Regions from separate parts of the Sus scrofa genome. Here regions 2 and 3 are each linked to region 1. Evidence: chromatin contacts called from public HiChIP or PLAC-seq data. All regions are on one chromosome and are shown on one strand. The core of a region is the stretch at or near the end of the contact, and the rest is flanking DNA. Distances in the headings are between cores, read along the strand shown.

Region 1 (4,197 bases), core at 1,130-3,629:
CCAGCCTATACTGCAGCTACAGTATTGCAGGATCTGAGCCGAGTCTGCCACCTACACCACAGCTCAAGGCAATGCCAGATTCTTAATTAACTCACTGAGCTAGGCCAGGGATCAAACCCCCATCCTCATGGTTCCTAGTCGGGGTCCTTAACCACTGAGCCATGAAGGGAACTCTAAAAGTAGATCTATCTTGTCCACTATGTTAATTTAGTTCCTTGATGAGGTCCTTTTTTTTTTCTTATTTTTTTTTTTGTCTTTTGTCCTTTTAAGGCTACGCCTGCAGCATATGGAGGTTCCCAGGCTAGGGGTTCAATTGGAGCTATAGCTGCTGGCCTACACCACAGCCATAACAACGCCAGATCCGAGCCACGTCTGTGACCTATACCACAGCTCATGGCAACACCGGATCCTTAACTACTGAGTGAGGCCAGGGATGGAACCCGAAACCTCATGGTTCTTAATCGGATTCGTTTCTGCTGCACCACGAATGGGAACTCTGTTGATGAGGTCCTAACACTACATGTAAAAGTCTATTTTACACTCCCCATTTCTCCTTGGTTTTATTTTTTAAATTAATTTATTTTAATTACTTGATGAAGTTTATTACATTTACAATTGTACAATGATCATCACAATGCAATTTTATTCTCCTTGGTTTTAATGATCGTCTCCTTTGGGAGTGGGAGTGTTATTTGCTGCTGAGAAAAGAGGTCTCTCTTCCAATGATGTCTTGAACCTCCCCTCTCCCACTCCAAGGGTGGTCTATTGTTTTCCTTTCCAGTGGGAATTTACACTTTGTGGGCGTAGTGTTTGCTCAGGTGGAAGAGCTTCACATACCAAGTCTTTGCTCCTTAATTTCACTCCAAATGCCAAGACCTTCATTTATAAATCACACTGAAAAATCAAAGACTACTGGAGTTAAAAGGACTTTGTGTTTTCTAGTTTAGCTCCTTCCATTTACAGGTGGGGAAAGAAACCCAGAAAGGTGCCATTGGTTGTTTAAAGTCATAGATTCAGATACTATTTGAGTTGGCTGAACTAGGCTCCTGGTCTTGCTGCATCCACTTCCAGGCAGACTCTGATGGGCAAGATCTATCGAAAGACCCACGTGAGTCAGTCCTTATATCGAGGAAGGGGCACCTGTAGGCCAGTGAACAAAGCCCACAGGACGACCATGTGCAAAATTAATGCCCACTAATCAAAAAGCCAGTGAATTTCCAACAATCTGGTGGAGACACACCTTCAACATGGCACTTCAAAGCAAGTGAAAACCAAAAGTATTCAGTACAGAGGAGTCTAAGGACACAGGTGACATGCCTCCAGCCAGTTCTTACAAGTTCTTCAAAATTCTAAAATTTAAGGGCTATAGTAACAAGAACATTTCCTTTCTAAACGAGCAGACTTGGTTCATGACACCTGACATCCTGTCTTCAAACACTGACCAAAGTCAAGGATCAGGATCACAGCCTGCATTTGCAGATCCCATAGTCTATCTACTTGGTACTTGGGTGGAATTCATTTAATTACAAAAAGAGAGAAGCCCTATTCCAACTAGCTAAATCGAAGCAACAAAAATAAGAAATAAATTGGTTTATAGACCCAAACACCAAAGGTAGGAGTGGGGTCGGTTCTAGAATAAACTTCACGTCGTGGGGAACATAGCTGCTGGCCAACACCAATCCCACTTAGAGGGTGGAGCGGGAGGAGGGAATCTCTCAGTATACAAAATTCCCAGGGGGACCCTGATGAACCAATAATTGTGCTCAGAGAGATGGCCCAGCCTGGATCTACGCCCACGTCTCTGTGGAGGAGCATTTTCTGTTATAAATTAAAGAGAACAGGTAGGAAATGGGTACAAAGCTGATAGTAACCGTTGTTTCAGAGAGTATGGAAAAGATGGCTCGCTTCTTTCTGATGTTACCTCCGCCTTGGATATCCAAGGAGAAAAAAAAAAAAGAGAAATTCCTTTCCTTTGTCTTCCTCTTTATCGCCATCGTCAGCCCCACTTCTGGAAGGTACAGGACGCTGGCTTCTGGTCGGGAGGGACTGCGGAAGAGCACAGCAGCCTCGCGCCTGCGCTGGGGTACAAGAGCCCCGTGGTGCTTTTGGAGGATTTCTCTTCTCTGGCAGAGCCGTTGGCAGGGGACTTGGTGGTGCCCTCCCCGCTCCTCTAAATACTATGGTCACCAGCTGGGAGGGCAGGAGAACAGGTTGATTGGTACCAGGCAAGAAGCCAGCTTATGGTGGGGTCATTTCAGACAAAAAAGAGAACCCCTCACGCCGGAGTTTTCAAGATGAAATCCTTACACTCTAACTGGGAGGCAGTGCTGGTGACCCAGGTTAGCCCCTGGCCTCATCACTGTCCAGCTGGCTGGTGCAACTTGAGCAGAGCAAAAGCTGTGACCTTCACGGGAGAAGCCCTTTTGCCAGCTCCTCAGCTTCATTTCTGGTGTTTGTTTTGTGTCTTTTTCCGGCCACACCGGCTGCGTATGATGGTTCCCAGGCTGGGGGCCGAATTGGAGCCACAGCCACAGCCACCAGGGATCCGAGTGGCATCTGTGACCTACACCACAGCTCATGGCAACGCATGATCCTTAACCCATTAAGCTGGGCCAGGGCTCGAACCTGTTTCCTCATGGATACTAGTTGGGTTCGTTTCCACTGAGCCAAGACAGGAATTCCTTCATTTCTGTTTTTTATACCTCACAGTCGAAACAGTAAGGACTTGCATTAATTGAGTATTCTCTCAGCACCAGATACTTTACATACACTGTACCAATATTCTGAAAGGTCGGTATTTCTGTTATCCCCTTTTTGTAGGTAAGAGGCTCAGACAAGTTAAGTAACTTGTCTCAGATCACATAGCAGCCAATAGCTAAGTCTTGATTCAAAGTCAAGTCTGTCTGACCCCCAAAGTTCAGGCTATTTCCAGCAGACTATGCTGTAGCTCCAAGCAACTAGGTGGAAGAGGCTGAGAGTCTCGCCTCAGGGATTTCTTGTCTTGCTCCCCCAGTCTGCTAAATTGAATTTTAGGGTGTTCACTGGGGCCTCAGCAGAATAAATTGTGGATTTTGCAAACATATCCCTTAGTTCAATTTAACCACCAGTACAACTCCCTCATTCATAGGCAGGTGGTGAGGAAAAGATCATTGGATTACTCTGGCTGGAGGAGGAGAGGTTACAGCCTCTCTGGACAGCTACAGTCGGGGGTGGGGTGGGGGAGGGGAGGCAGGAAGGAAACCTTGGGAGGTGGAGAAGGAAACCTTAGAGCTGGAGAAATGGGGGGAAGATCAGGGACACATGAGGAGGAAAGTTTCTGAGGCTTGTGCAGGGTAAAAGGGAAAGGCCACACAATGGATGCACAGATGCCAAAAATCCCTGTTTTGGGGAAAAGCCAGACACTGTAAAAAGTCTTCCTACCCCAAACAATTCTTAAGTCCACCCTACATCCTAAGATAGCATTTAACAATAAGTAAATGGAACGACCTACCATAAACACAGTAAAGTAGGAAATCCCAAAGTAAATTGGAAGGAGTCAAACTATTCAACCTAGCGTTGTGACAACTGTTCCAGCTGGATGCCTACCTCCAGGCCAGGGCAGCTAGAAATCTGCCAGCCTTTCTGTCTTTGTCACAACCTGGGGGCACAGGGCTACAGTGGGCAAAATGGATGTCACCATTGGGTCTGTGGTCTGTGGTCGAGAGAGGAGGCTTCTGGTGACAGACCCCCATCCTGTCATCTCTGGGCCCCTTTCTGTGCCCCAGGCAGGATGGGCAGTTGTCACACTGCATGCAAAGCAAGTGACTCTTTCAAGATATCAGACGGTGGTCACTAGGGAATGGAACAGTTTGCCATCAGGGTCATCTTGAACATGAGTTTTATGTTCTCCTGACTTTGGTGCCTTGAGGATACTTGAGATCTCAAAATAGACACTTTTCTCAAGGGAGTCATATAGCCTTAAAGATATCCGCCAAAACAAAAATTAATTTTCATTCTAATTCACTCCATTTAAAGAGCAATGTATGCCATCTGGCATTTTTATGAATAAGAGGAAATGTAGAAGCAAGTAATGAAATTTCAAGGCTCCAAAAAGTACTGGGGAGTTAATAAATTAGGGTTATAAGGATTCTGGAAAAACTGCTACTGGGATAAGTGTTTCTAGTGCTTTTCTGATCACTGCTGGCTGTGGAGCAATGA
Region 2 (4,197 bases), core at 485-2,984, 150 kb after region 1:
ACAAAAAAAAAAAAAAAAAGGCACCATCTATGATGTGCCATTAGTACTGCGCGATGCCCAGGGGGCGCCATGATGGATGAAACATAGGCCCTGCTTTTCAGAAGCTCCAGAAAGACACAGGAACAATTCCAAAAGGATGAGTGCTGTCTAAATTGAGGTATAGGGGGCAGAGGAACCCAGAGGAAGAAGTGACTGGAAGGTTTTCAGGGAGAGAAAGAAAAGGACAGCTAGGAACAGAACGCAGAGTGAGTGCATTGAGGGCTAGGGGTTGGAGGAAGCAAGGCCTGTTTGGGAAATGGCTGGTGGTTGCGGGGAGCAGGAATGCAGCGCACAGGGTGGGAAAGTGATAGGAGATGATGTGGGAAAGCTGGGTCGTCAGATGTGAAGGGAAGCTAAGGTACTTGGACTTGATCCTGTTGGCATCAGTGTGATCATCAGATAACTCAGCAAGGAACTGAAAAATAATATGAGTTTTAGGTCCTCCGATATAAAATTTCCTATTCAGCCAGCATCCGCATCAAGTAATTAGTGGTTAAACTTGAGAAGGGATCAGTGGGGGAAGTACTCTTGACCGGTGAAGCTGCAGGAGAAAGTGGGGCTATAATTATCCTAAGTCTTTACCTTTCGGATTTAACTCCTCCAGAAACCAAACTGGTTTTGCTGCACTCCCAGAAGGGAATCAGCTCAGCTTCCCACAGCCCATCACTGTGTTACAGTGAGAGAAGACTAAAGGATCATCTATAAAAGTGCTTTGTACACACAGGACGTTCTATCCATACGTTGATCACGAGTGCCACAGTTTCCTGCGGGCAAGCTCGGACGTTTCAGCCAGGCTATGTCCCTCCTCAGATAACCTCCTCGGAGAAAGTTGTTCCCTCCCAATTTAATGGGCAACTTTAAGGCCAAAACATCTGACAGTGAGAGGGGATGGGCACAGCCCATCAGAATAGCCAAATCAAATTTGGTGACCGTGAATATTATTGTTCTTGTTATTCAGAATAATAACTGTAAGGCAGCAAAGATAAAGCAGATTTTGTAGACCTCTAGCTTTTTGGCATGTTTTTTTGCGGGGGGTGGTGGCTAATTAAACTGGGTTCTTTAACAGCAGGACTTGAAGCCTTGAATATGCTGATGGGGATGTGAACTCAAGGGAGGTTTTAGGAGTTTCTCTTGTGGCTCGCAGAAACAAATCTGGCTAGGATTCATGAGGATGCTGGTTCGATCCCTGGCCTCGCTCAGTGGGTTAAGGATCTGGTGTTGCCGTGAGCTGTGGGGTAGGCCGCAGATGTGGCTCGGATCCCGAGTTGCTGCAGCTCGGATCCCATGTTGCTGTGCCAATGGCTACAGCTTTGATTAGACCCTTAGCCTGGGAACCTCCATATGCTGCAAGTGTGGCCCTTAAAAAAAAAAAAAAAAAAAAAGGAGGTTTTGGACACAGTGTCTCTCAAGTTCATTTGACCAGCAAACCCCCTCCAACTTCCTGGTCCACCCTGCCTGGAGGCCCTCCAAGATGCTCAAGAAATACTAGAGTGCCCTCCCTGGCCACACTACGTTTCAAGAGGAAAACACCAGTTGTCGGGGGAAGCTGGAGGTGATCTGTGAGGCAGGAACAAGTGGCAGAAGCTGCAGCAGAGGCTTCCGGGCATCTAAGGCCATCAGCGCTTGGCTCTGCTGTAGCCCATGGGGCTGACCTAAGGGGCTTCCCCTTCTGCCCTGGCCAAGCCTTGCCCTCCTCTCCATCTGCCTCTGTCCATGTGACCACGCCCTTGTCACCAGTGCTGGCCTGTAGCCTCACCCCCGACGCCTGACTGTTCCCATTCCTTGACTATTTTTAGCTCTGGCCCAGAGCTTATTACAAGAACTCAGCAAGCAGGACCCAAGGCTATGTTATGAATCTTCTCTCATCGATGTAATATTGGTTATGAAATATGATTTATCTTTCCTCACATTTTAAAGTTGCTATTTGGTTCTTTGGGAGGGAGGGTGTCTCTGAGGACTCCTTTTGTTCTGTATTCTATCTCCCACAGTTGGTAACTATTTTTGCTGGTTTTGCACGTGTTCTCTAGGGTTTGATCTGTTTTCTCATCTTTGTGTAGTGTCTTGTTTTCATTTCTGATGCTTTGGTTTCCTTTACTTGGAGGCAAGAAGAGACCATAATTTGGTTTTGTTTACCTGTGTGGTATGAATAATGTGTAATTTTTTTAAGCATGATGTTTTCAGCATTACATGCACAAAGTGACCTTTGCAGGGGTCATGGTGTGGACGCTTTGTTGAACAAAAGGACTCGTCCCTTTTTATTGAGAAAAACTAGACTCTCCTATCTGGCCCTTTGGGGTTGTCATTGCTAGGTCTCTGCCCTACTAAAGACACTCCCCAGTCCTCTTTGTGATGCAAAAAAAAAAGATAGCTGATTTCTGAAACCTCACGATCCATTTCAAAAATTAAATCCCAGCCCCTCCATTTAAATACAAAACTGTCCACCAGCTTCAAGCTTTACTTTAATCAGTATTAGTTGTATTGAAGTTAAAAATGCCCTCCTGGTGCCCTCTCTTTCCACCAAAAATCTTGATTACCTTTAGAGCCTCTTTTTACTCAAAATAATACAATTTCTGCCATTCTCTTATGCTCCAGGCCTCTATTTCCATCTGCTTATGAGGAAAAAAAAATCTCTCTCAGGAGGCCCTATGAGCTTGTCAAATTCAGCCTGTGAGGAGACAAGGCTTTTTGCCCCCAGCCTGTCCCCACCTTGCTGTACTTGGTGAAGACATCTGACAGCCTCTATGCAGCTGGACACACAGAATTCCCAGTCCTTGTGGCATCTTCTTTCTTCCCCATGCCATCCATCTATTCTGATCAAGTGCACATTTTTTTTCAGTTCTGAATCAGCAATTCCTCTGGCATGAATCTCCTTCACTTCCTCCTTTCTGCCATTGCCAGTCCTTGTCCACTCTTTTCTGGACCGTTCAATGACCTCCTTGGTTATCTTTTGAGAAGCTCCCTTCCTGGGATCCCACCCACTAGTCTGCAGCAAGAAAGGAATACTCCTCCCCCCACCCCGCCCTGAAGCTCCCAGAGGTCCTCAGAGCAACTCATATCCCTAGGAGAACAGTTGTCAGTAACTGCATATCTGGACCAAGTGACTCTACTACTCCTTCACCTGCTCACCCCAAACTACCGGGGTCTTTACAGGGGACCCGTGTTCCCTTGGATCTGGGAGTCCCTTCAGGGTCTCCCTTTGGCCTGGTTTCCCCACTTTATATTCTATGCTTCATTCCAAGATCTTCCTGCTCACCCATCTCCCAGCTAGTGGTGGCCCAGTTGGACTCTCTGATGAGTTCTGGAGGCTGATGCTTGGCACACCCCTAGTATCATGGTCTACTAGCCACAGGCAAGCCCTGAACTTCCCAGTGACTGGGATGCTGCAAACCAGCCGAGGCCCACCATCGTGACCTGCCACGGGTAGAGTAGGGGGTCCAGATGGGACTTCCAGTGACAAAGCCCAACACTGCTAAGTTTGAGAGATGAAGTTCACTGGCATAAAAAAAAAAAATTCTAGTTTGTCCACTCATTGATTTTTTTAACAAATATTTATATAGAGAGCCTACTAAGTGCCAGATACATTACATGATGTTGAGGATACAGCCTTGAGGGTGTCAAACCAGGTCCCTGGCATGGAATCTCTATCCTAGTGCCGGAGAGACAGAGAAATATATGTGTCAGCTCATCCACGGCATCAGTGATTGTCAATGGTTTCCAAAGTCTGAGGACAAGCTGGACAAGGCCAAGTGGGAAGGGCTATCCTAGACATTAACCTCTGAGAGCTGACATGTGAGCAAAGCTCTGAATGATGAGAAAGAGCTGACATGCCTCTTGGGGGTGGGCAGGGTGTCTCAGAGAAAGAGACCAGCAGAAGTGCAAAGCCCTGAAGTGGGAATGAAATTGGATGAGTCTAAGGAACAGAAAGGAGAACAGAGTGGCTGGGCTTGATGAGCAAAGAGGTGGGTGAAGGGAGATATGATCACAGAGGAAGACACAGGCCTCAGTAAGCCTGCAGAAATGTTTGTGTTCTTCTCTGAGACCAAAGGGGAGTTTGCTCTGCACACTCAGAAAAAGACTGACACTGGAGACCATCGTGCCTGAGCATCTCCCTAGGTTCCTGCTGACGACGCAAGAATGGAGACTCCTATGGGAGTGCCA
Region 3 (4,197 bases), core at 1,253-3,752, 130 kb after region 1:
TGTACCTAGCCATCTGCTAAGTGCTCTGAAGAGTCTAAAAGAAGATAAGAAACCCCCCTGGGAAGGGGTTTAGAGTCTGAGAGAGGTGATAAGCCAGGCAAACACAAAACCACAGGAGTAAAACAGAGGAAACTGTACTGGGGAGCCTAAAAGTCCCCAGAAAACTTCAGGAAGAGGGGGATCTGCCTAAGCTTGGCGGAGCTGAGACAGGCAGAGAGGAGGGGAGTGACCTGAAACTGAAATGAACACAAGGGGAAGGTGGCTGCAAAGGACTGCAGAGAGCTCTGAGGACCTCAGTCCTTACTCCACGGCAACCTGGGCAGTGACCATCTCTGGAGTTGAAAAGGCTTAAGTGTTGGGGCTGGATCTGAGTTGAGCCGAAAAGGCAGGAGACACACCTGAGCTCTCAGCACATTCCTGGACATGGTAACATTCATTCAGTGAGAGCACTCAATGGACAGCAGGGCACGTACTAATACACCCTGCCTTAGGCATTGGGGTTCCAAAGACAAAAAACATGGATTCCCATTGTAACCATGGGAGAAAAACATAAATAATGATTGTGGCATGGCAATCTATTTAAGATAGCTTTTGCTACCAAATGGGATGCCAATGTGATATTACATTTTCCTTCACACTATCTTCTTAGAAGAACAATCACATGTTTGTATTAGGGTTCGACCCTCTAGGTTTCTGAAGCCTGCAGAAATAATCCCCACTTTGGAAGGATCTGACTCACTCTGTGTTATGCTGGAGTTGCCAGAGAAGGAGGACCTTCTGTACTCATAAGCCATGTGAGTCACATATCCTGACATGGTAGTAAACGTGGGCATCTGGATAACTCAGCCAGGGCCAAGGTTGAGGAATGTGCTTGGGAAGGAGGGGAAGGCTTCACCCAGGAAGAACTGACATTTGGGCTGGATTTCAAAGGAGGAAGAGGAAGCTGCCAGCAGCTCTAGCAGGGCCAGGGTGAAATCCCTGTTTGAAGAGAATGAGGTACAATGGATTATACTTGACAGGGGGCCCATGAGGGTCTGTGACAGGAGGTGAGCATGGGAAGGCAGGCTCTGGACAAGCTTAGAGGGATCTTCAGCACTAAGCAGGAGAGTTCAGACCTCATTCTTTTGGACAGCGGTGTTAGTCATGACTTTTCCATCTTGCTTGAATAAGAAGATATGGTTGTAAACACCTAATACTGGCAATTGGCTTTGGACCTTGGTTTGTAAAACAATGATAACTTTGCCTAAACTTCTATAAGGAATCTGTCTTCATTCAGCTATTTCCTGAATTAGGTGGCAATGAAAGCATAAGCTCAAAACCACAATTCGATCATGCAGTTTTTGTCCAGGGACCCCAGTGTCCCCTGCTGCACTAGGAGTAACACTAGTTTGGGGACAGCAAACTTAGTGGTTCTCACAATGATAGTTCCAGAGTGTGTATGTATTATATACACCGTGGATATACACATATCCACAGTTCCTGACTCATAGCTCCACAAACTCTTGGAATTTTGTGCCGACACAACTGGATTTATGTGAACCAAGCTGAATCTTGGATTCCATCCCAGGGTGGGGGCTGCTCACCAGGAGAACCAACCACACCTTTAGAGGGTTGGAATCAGTCCCATTCCTGATTTCCGTGGGCTGGAGTTTGAATCAGTTGTCATTGGCCAATGATTTAGTCAATCATGACTATGTAATGAAGCCTCTGTAAAACCCCCAAAGGACAGTTTGGGGGCTTTTTCTTTGAAGAGCTTCTGCAGTGGGGAGCCAGAACACTTCTGTGGGCCTCTGTGCTGGGCCCCACGTGTCATGAGAATAGGAGCTCCTGGGTTCAGAACCTTACCCTATGCATCTCTTCATCTGACTGTTGATTCATACCCCTTAATATTCTCTTAAAATAGTGAATCCAAGGGTTTTCCTGAATTCTGTGAGCCAAGCTAGCAGATTAGTCAAACACAAGGAGTAGGTTGTGGGAACCTCTGATTTACATTCTGTAGGTCAGAAGTACAGGTAACAGCCTGGATGAGTAATGGGCATCCTGAGTGAGAGGAGATCATCAGAGTCTCCAGTCTGTAGTCAGTTGGTCAGAAGCACAGGTAGCAACCTGGATTTGCGACGGGCATCTGAAGTGGAGGGTGTCCTGTGGGACTGAGACTTTTGCCTGCAAAATCTGATTCTACCTCTGGGTAGATAATGTCAGGATTGGGCTGAATTCTCAGATACCCTGCTGGTGTCTGAAAATTGCTTGTTGGAGATGGGAAGCCTTCACATAAGATGAATTTGGATATTTGGGATCCCTTTTTCATTTCATCCCATCAACCCTCTCATTTTATAGGTGCAGCAAGGCCAAGAAGAAGGAGTGATTGTCGAGAACACAGAGTGAGTGATCCAGACTCCCAGCCAGTCCAGTTTGTTTCCACTGTCCAGCGCTGCCTCCCAAGCTCTGAAATAAGTGTCTGGGTGCTTTAAATAGACATCTGCAATTTATTATTATAGTGGAAACTGTGAGTCTCCACTGTTTTTCTACGTGATCCCAGCAACAAGCCCAGTGCCAGTGGAAATCACACTCCTGACTGTCAGCCAATGTATTTCTGAGAAGGTTAGATCCTGGATGCCCCAGACCAGAATGGTAACAACTCCAGAAGCTGGTAGAGTGTCTGACCAAGATCTGTGGTGAGAATCTTCACTTTTGGTATTTATGAAGGTGAGAGGGTAAAGAGTGTCCAATGAATGTGCCATTTTCAGAAAATGGATTTGGTGTCCTGGTGGAGTGGGAATATTCTTAGCCTACTTTGTGGAAATTGCCTAGCTCTTTCCTAGCCCTGGGGACAAACTACAAGGAGATGGCTGTCCTTGGAAGTAGACCAGTGAGGAAAGGTTGGGGTCCACGGAGATAGTGAGGAGCCCCAATAGGCAAAACAAACCTCTAGACACAATGTGGAAAATCCTGTTAGGACAGAAACATTGGATGTGGCAAACATGGGGAAATGGGCTGGGGATGCCTTCTAGTTGGTGGCAAAGGAAAATGCCCTTTGATTGGGAGAAATGCGGACCTATCTTTCTCCTTCCAGGGAAGTAGAGGTGCCTTAAGCTTTCTAAGCTGGGGACACACACAGGACAGGTGGTCTCAATGTCAGACTCTTGCAGCTTTCTGCACTGAACCCTGCCCTGCCCTGTTTGGCCCTTGGATGTGCCCACTTCATTCTGGTTCACTTGGTACCTGGGATCCCAAAGCAATAGTGGCAATGCCCTGACACAATGTCTTGGTGGAGACCGAAAGTATAAACTAAGGGATGGGGAAGAGCCTCTCCCAAAGTTTAAGGTAGAGTGACCTAATAGTGACAATAGAGGTCATCAGTGTTTCCAGCTGCCACAAGGAAAATCTGCCAGTTTCCCTATGTTTTGTTTGAGGAAGGGAAAGGAACAGAGTGCTCAGGATTGCTGTAGTTATGCTAGAAAGTACTTACCATACCACCTAACAAAGATTTATAAGAATTGATTAGAGTAAAAACAATTAGTTTAGTAAGTATTACATGGCACATATCATAAAGGCTACATGTTGGAGGATCTGGGGTAGTATAATAAAAGTCAACATTTCTGCCTTTGTGGGGCTTTCAATACAAGGAAAGACAGAGAGTGAATCATTATTTTTAAGTGCAGTGGGTAGCAAGACGGGGAAGCACAAGACACTCTGGGGTCACATTGACCCATATACTATATGTGAATTTATGGGAGGATCTAGATTAAATGAGATATTTTGTGTAAAGATTTTAGCATGGCCTGTAGCACATAGTAAGTGCTCAATACATTGTTGCTGTTATTTTTGTTATTATTAATGGCCTGGAGATAGTGCTTCAAGGGGGCAACACCCTTCTTTGGACATGTGACTTGGGAAGAAAATTCTCTGACTCACCTGATATTTATTTATTCCTTTGTTCATTTCACATACTTTTGGTAAAAGCTAATATGTTTAAGGGACTGAACTCAGTGGTAAAGGTACAAAAACACAAAGTCCCTACCCTGAAGAAGTTCTGATTCTAATAGCGAAGAAGGACATAAACAAATCATGGCAAAATGATCTGGGAAGAAATATATTATTTAACACAAAGACCAGTGAGTTCAAGTCTGTCTCTCAGGGTCCAAGAAAATTTCATTGAATAAGGGAGCTGAGTATAGAAGATTGTTCTCCAGGGTC

The links. HiChIP or PLAC-seq counts read pairs in DNA pulled down with a chosen protein or histone mark.
Region 2: an H3K27ac HiChIP or PLAC-seq map of skeletal muscle shows a contact between it and region 1. The contact joins two enhancer-like sites. A contact is called at or near these places in 5 of 47 Hi-C or Micro-C datasets (fetal skeletal muscle, psoas muscle and skeletal muscle) and 1 of 2 datasets of contacts at active chromatin or transcription factors (skeletal muscle).
Region 3: a contact with region 1 is called in an H3K27ac HiChIP or PLAC-seq map of skeletal muscle. The contact joins two enhancer-like sites. A contact is called at or near these places in 1 of 47 Hi-C or Micro-C datasets (skeletal muscle) and 1 of 2 datasets of contacts at active chromatin or transcription factors (skeletal muscle).

Annotation. Positions count from the first base shown.
Region 1 is chr15:55,987,958-55,992,154 of Sscrofa11.1, reverse strand. No RefSeq gene overlaps it. Among named protein-coding and RNA genes, the nearest start is that of PPP1R3B, 12 kb to the left of the region's middle. Within about 2 kb of position 2,379, at least 1 of the 83 cell types and tissues checked has an H3K27ac peak or open chromatin away from gene starts, as enhancers often do. A contact at or near this core is called in skeletal muscle, where this site is marked.
Region 2 is chr15:55,841,673-55,845,869 of Sscrofa11.1, reverse strand. No RefSeq gene overlaps it. Among named protein-coding and RNA genes, the nearest start is that of PPP1R3B, 160 kb to the left of the region's middle. Within about 2 kb of position 1,734, at least 9 of the 83 cell types and tissues checked have an H3K27ac peak or open chromatin away from gene starts, as enhancers often do. A contact at or near this core is called in skeletal muscle, where this site is marked.
Region 3 is chr15:55,859,481-55,863,677 of Sscrofa11.1, reverse strand. No RefSeq gene overlaps it. Among named protein-coding and RNA genes, the nearest start is that of PPP1R3B, 140 kb to the left of the region's middle. Within about 2 kb of position 2,502, at least 7 of the 83 cell types and tissues checked have an H3K27ac peak or open chromatin away from gene starts, as enhancers often do. A contact at or near this core is called in skeletal muscle, where this site is marked.